2 separate regions of the Mus musculus genome follow, and region 2 is linked to region 1. Evidence: chromatin contacts called from public HiChIP or PLAC-seq data. All regions are on one chromosome and are shown on one strand. Each heading gives the region's core, a stretch centred on a gene start, on an enhancer-like site or on the middle of the called end of the contact. The rest is flanking DNA. Distances are from core to core; before and after follow the strand shown.

Region 1 (2,800 bases), core at 7-2,506:
CTCTCTCTCTCTCTCTCTCTCGGATATTGCTCAGGGTCTTCCCTCAGTGGAGACATCTGACAATATCCCCACACAGGTGCAGGTGAAGGCAGCCATTGCTCAGGGCTGGCTGTTTTAGTTAGGCCTACCCACCCCCACTGAGGTTATAGATGTGTGCTGCCACACCCAGCTTTTTCGAAGGTTCTGGGATCTGAACTTAGGTCCCCACGTTCACATGGTGAGCGCATTCACCCACTGACCCCTCCTCCTCAGGGTGTCTTAGGGTTTTACTGCTGTGAAGACACATACATCATTACCTCATACAGGGGAGCAGCTGGGAGCCTAGACACACACACACACACACACACACACACACAGAGCTCCTGTCCACTCAGCAATGGATGTTAACCTCAGCTATGACGAAGTCTCTTCGGTGGCAGACCTCTTGTATGTGTGGGAGGGCTGGGGATCAGGGTGTGGCACAGTGTCTGGTCATAAGAGGCAGCTGTCAATGCATATACAGGTGTGCTGGTGAGGGCAGACAGAGACCCACTGAGGGTGGCTTTGAGTGACAGATTACAGGAGGGGCCAAACTCAGCACAACACCATCAGACCTTCACCAATTACTCCACTGGTGCTGCCTAGAGAATGGGATGCAGAGGGAAGCAGGCAGGACTAAGATGGCGTCTTCTGGAGAAGCTAAATACTTACGGGGGACTCTCCTTCCTGCCTGTGTGGGCAGCGAGAGGCTTAGAGACAGAGAGACAGAACCCACAATCCAGGGGGAGGGGGAAAGGCCAAAGGTCAGAGGTCAGTAGAAAATGTCCCCAACTCGCAAAAACAGTGTGTCTCCTCCCTTGGTGTTCATGCCACCCAGAGCCACCCCACTGCCAGTGCGGTCAGGTCCTGGGGGAGGAGTGGAATCTAAAATATGTTTTGGTTTCCTTAAAGGTATTTGGGAACAAAATGATACGTTTCTGTCTCTCTGTTTTGATTTTCTTTTTTTTTTTTTTTTTTTTTTAAGAGGGGGTGGTGGTGGTGGAGAAAACACACAGTTGATTCAAAAAACCTGCCGGGAGACTGTTGTCCTAGACCCAAAATATTTCATTTATACAGATGATACAGGTAGTTGGTATAAGGGCCTACCTGAGGCTTGAAGGAAGTGGGTGTGACAGCAGAGTCATCAAGCTCCGAGTGACAGAGTGACAGCTGCTCTGAGGAGCACTGCCCTGAGTGGTGGACGCAGAGAAAGTACCCTCCAGCTGCCATTTCCTGCCTCCTCTGACCTCTGGTGACCCCTACAGATCTCAGTGGGCGGCCACAGGAAGGCAATGCATGCTTCCTTTAGGAAATAGAGTCTATCAAGAACAAAGAAGGGCCAGACAGTTGTGGCACTTTTTTTTTTTTTTTTTTTTTTTGGTTTTTCGAGACAGGGTTTCTCTGTATAGCCCTGGCTGTCCTGGAACTCACTTTGTAGACCAGGCTGGCCTCGAATTCAGAAATCCGCCTGCCTCTGCCTCCCAAGTGCTGGGACTAAAGGCGTGCGCCACCACGCCCGGCTCGGCAGCACACTTTTAACCACGCACTTGGGAGGGAGAGGCAGGCAGACCTCTAAGTTAGAGGCTAGCCTCCTCTACAGAGTGTTGTGGGTGGGCCTGTTGTTGTTTGTATTTTGATGTTAAGTTTGTTCTCCTGGGAGGTACTACAGACAAGGAGTGAGTCACTCAAGTGATTTCTTGTGAACCAACTCCCTAATGAATACAGAGCCATTCACTGGGTGAGTAAGAGGGACTTCCAGGTTGGACGGAGGAAGCAGGAGAGAGTTAGATCTTTTTGGACAGGGATAGCGTGAGGACAAGAGGACAAGATGTAGTTACAAGTGTCTCCCAGTTTCAATGGCAGATCTGTCAGGATTCACCACTGGAGGATTTAGATTTTTTTTTTTAAAGATTTATTTATTATTATACATAAGTACACTGTAGCTGTCTTTTAGACACACCAGAAGAGGGCGCCAGATCTCATTACAGATGGTTGTGAGCCTCCATGTGGTTGCTGGGATTTGAACTCAGTACCTTTGGAAGAGCAGTCAGTGCTCTTACCCACTGAGCCATCATGCGAGCCCGAGGATTTAGATTTAATAAGGCTTACAAGATTAGGATTTTAGTTGTTGCACCCAGCGATTAATTTACCGTTGTTTCTGAACTAAGTTTGTGTTGTGTTTTCCTTCACACAGTGGCTCATCTGGGTTTAAGAGAGAAAGTAGCAAAGCGAGGGTTTGCCTGAGATGCACCACAAAGGCTGTGGGGGATTTGAAGCACAGGGTTGGCGTGGCAGTAATCCACCAGTGGGAACCTAGTGAGCTGGGTGAAGAGATTTCGGAGTTCTGAGTCAGAGTCTCCACAAAATAAAAACAGGTCGGCCTTTGCCGCCAGTGCATAGCCAACCAGGCCGCCAGGGCAGAGAGTTACCGGCACAAGCTCCCGACCGTGTCAGTTGGATTTTTAAAATATTTCCCACAGGGCTGGTGAGATGGCTCAGTGGGTAAGAGCATCCGACTGCTCTTCCGAAGGTCCAGAGTTCAAATCCCAGCAACCACATGGTGGCTCACAACCATCCGTAATGAGATCTGGCTCCCTCTTCTGGAGTATCTGAAGACAGCTACAGTGTACTTTCATATAATCAATAAATAAATCTTAAAAAAAAATATTTCCCACAATAACAGAGTGAGTTCCAAGATGGCCAGGGCTACACGGAGAAACCCTGTGTGGTGGTTTGAACAGGCATGGCTCCCATAGACACAAGTGCATGAATGCTTGGGTAT
Region 2 (2,913 bases), core at 348-2,847, 130 kb after region 1:
TGTGTGTGTATGTGTCTGTGTATATATGTGTGTGTGTATGTATGTAGTGTGTATGCATGTGTGTGTGTGTTCTCAAGCCTGCAGCACTGGCTGGAGAACCAAAGCAGGATCAGAGGTTCAAAATTATCCCCAGCTACATAGCAAATGTAAGACTAGCCTGGGCTACATGAGATCCTGTTGTTGTTGTTGTTGTTTTTAAAAAGCCTTTTTAATTTAAAAGCTTGGAGAAAGCCAGGCAGTGGTAGCACACACCTTTAGTCCCAACATTCTAGAGGCAAAGGCAGAGGCAGGTGGATCTCTGTGAGTTCAAGGCCAGCCTGATCTACAGGGTAAGTTCCAGGACAGCCAGGGCTACACAGAGAAACCCTGACTTGAAAATACAACAAACTAATAAAACAAAGCTTGAAGAAAAACTATGAAGAGACAAGAGCATGTAATAGAGACTTCCTATGGCTGCACAGAGGAAAATACAGCCAGTCCCTGCTGTAGATCCATTATATCCTCCTTCCTTCCTTCCTTCCTTCCTGGGATTGCCCCTAGGGCTGTTAAACATGCTAAAAAAGCACTATACCACTGAGCAATATTTTTTAAAATACACATGTATTAATTTACATTTAAAGCCGGGCATGGTAGCACACGCCTTTAATCCCAGCACTCGGGAGACAGAGGCAGGCAGATTTCTGAGTTCAAGGCCAGCCTGGTCTACAGAGTGAGTTCCAGGACAGCCAGGGATACCCAGAGAAACCCTGTCTCAAAACTGCCCCCCCCCAAAAAAAAGTATTTTGGGGGCTGGAAAAAAAAGTATTTTGCCTAAGCCTCTGTCCTGGCTAGTTTTATGTCAGTGTGACACACCATGCTAGAGGGACCTCAGTTGAGAAGAGGCCTACATAAGATCCAGCTGCGAGTTGTTTTCTTAATTGGTGATCCACGAGGAAGCGCCCAGCCATTGTGGGAGGGGCCATCCCTGGGCTGGAGATCCTGGGGTCTATGAGAAAGCAGACAGAGTAAGCCATGGGAAGCAAGTCAGTAAGCAGCTCCTGCTTCCAGGTTTCTGCCCCGCTTGAGATCCTGTTCTGACATCCTCCAGTGATGGACTATGATGTGGAAGCCAAATAAACCCTTTCCTCCCCAACTTCTTTTGGTCATGGTGTTTCACCTCAGTGATAGTCCCCCTCCTGAGGGATGTCAGTGTGCGCCACCACACCCTGCTTTGTTTTGTTTTGTTTTGTTTTGTTTGAGACAGGGTTTCTCTGTACAGCCCTGGCTGTCCTGGAACTCACACTGTAGACCAGGCTGGCCTCAAACTCAGAAATCTGCCTGCCACTGCCTCCCAAGTGCTGGGATTAAAGGTGTGCGCCACCACGCCCAGTCACCATACCCTGCTAACAGTGGCTTTCACCTGTCCTGTCAGCTCCCCACTCCTTCACAACACCCTGATATCTGTGATGCCCCTTTCCTCTGCATGCCCATGCTGAGGCCTGTGGGGTTTGCTTGAGCCATGGGTCCAAAGAAGGCTAAGTGCATGAAGCTGGTGGACCAGCCAATCTCATTGCTCCGCGATGAGTGGATCCAGAGATGCTCGCATGTCCCGAGCAGCCGATGAGTCAGCCTTTGGAATTTGGAAGGCAGAGGAGTAGTTTGGTTTTCCGGGAACAGGGCTCACTATGTAGTCCAGGCTGTCCTTGAACTTGTGACCCTTCTGATTCAGCTTTCCAGATGCTGGGATTGCATGTGCACACCAACGCATCTGCTTCAAACCCCAGGATTTTGCTAGAATTATTGGGAAGGCATTGGTTTCTTTTAAATGTTTATGCATATGTAATTTGCTTATTTTGTGTGTAGCATACCAAGGGGCACTTGAGCACCATGACCAATATGTGAAAGCCAAAGGACCACTTGTTGGAGGCAGTTCTCCCCTCCAGGGACCGAACTCAGATTGTCAGGCTTGGCAGCAATCCGTTTTTTACTCTCTGAGCCACCTTGCCAGGTCAGGAAGGCTTTCTTTCTGCTGAGATGAACCAGGGAAGCCTAAAGCTCAAAGGTGGCCATGGCTCATGAAACACCAAGTCCTGGGAACACAGGAGGCAGTATCTGCACCCAAAGCCACATCACGTCCCCACATGCTGACTTCCTTGCTTCCTCAGTGCATGCCTGTGTCAGGGATGATGCTGGTTCTCAGCCTATCCCCCATCCCCCACCATCCTCATGCATGATGGCCCAGGAGATCCCAGCACCTATGATCTTGGCTCAAGGGTTTTGTCCCCCACAGGTGTTGAGAAGACATGTATGAAAAGTGGGGGAAGCATTCCCCAGGGAGCACCACTTAACCCATGATTGACAGGAGCTGGTGGCTCTCTTGTTCTCAAGTGGACAATTCTGAGGGGCGTACTACCCCAAGTCTCAGAGTCCCCATCGTGATGAGCCCAGGAGCCCAGGCTAGCTGCCTGCTGAGTGACTGTCGGCAAGCTAGGCTTTCCCCCTCCCATGGCCCTCCGTGCTTGCTCTCCAGCTGAGTTTCTGGGGATTGTTGTCTCCTAAACAGACCGCTTGCAAACAAATTCCATCTTAGACCCTTCACAGCTAAACTCTTCCAACTGACACCAAGTATAAGCCGACTTTTAAATATATCTGCCTAGTGGGGCTAGAGAGATAACTCTGATTAACTGCTCTGTGGAAGACCAAACTCAAGTTCCCAACACCCACCACACTGGACAGCTCACAGCCATCTGTGACTCCAGGTCCAGGGGAATCTGACATGTTTGGGCTCCTCCAGTACTGACACTCATGAATACCTACCTATGGACATTCACATACACATGATAGTAGTGCACGCCTTTAATCCCAGCACTGGGGAGGCGGAAGCAGGCAGATCTCTGTGAGTTCCAGACCAGCCTGGTTTACATATCAAGCTCC

The links. HiChIP or PLAC-seq counts read pairs in DNA pulled down with a chosen protein or histone mark.
Region 2: an H3K27ac HiChIP or PLAC-seq map of embryonic stem cells shows a contact between it and region 1, with 5 read pairs. The contact joins two enhancer-like sites. A contact is called at or near these places in 1 of 15 datasets of contacts at CTCF or cohesin (large pre-B cells), 11 of 484 Hi-C or Micro-C datasets (the G1E-ER4 cell line, beige adipocytes, bone marrow-derived macrophages and 6 more), 2 of 115 datasets of contacts at active chromatin or transcription factors (both in embryonic stem cells) and 2 of 9 other capture datasets (adipose tissue and pancreatic islet).

Annotation. Positions count from the first base shown.
Region 1 is chr2:167,264,780-167,267,579 of GRCm38.p6, forward strand. No RefSeq gene overlaps it. Among named protein-coding and RNA genes, the nearest start is that of Ptgis, 26 kb to the left of the region's middle. Within about 2 kb of position 1,257, at least 7 of the 459 cell types and tissues checked have an H3K27ac peak or open chromatin away from gene starts, as enhancers often do. A contact at or near this core is called in embryonic stem cells, where this site is marked.
Region 2 is chr2:167,398,219-167,401,131 of GRCm38.p6, forward strand. No RefSeq gene overlaps it. Among named protein-coding and RNA genes, the nearest start is that of Slc9a8, 22 kb to the right of the region's middle. Within about 2 kb of position 1,598, at least 42 of the 459 cell types and tissues checked have an H3K27ac peak or open chromatin away from gene starts, as enhancers often do. A contact at or near this core is called in embryonic stem cells, where this site is marked.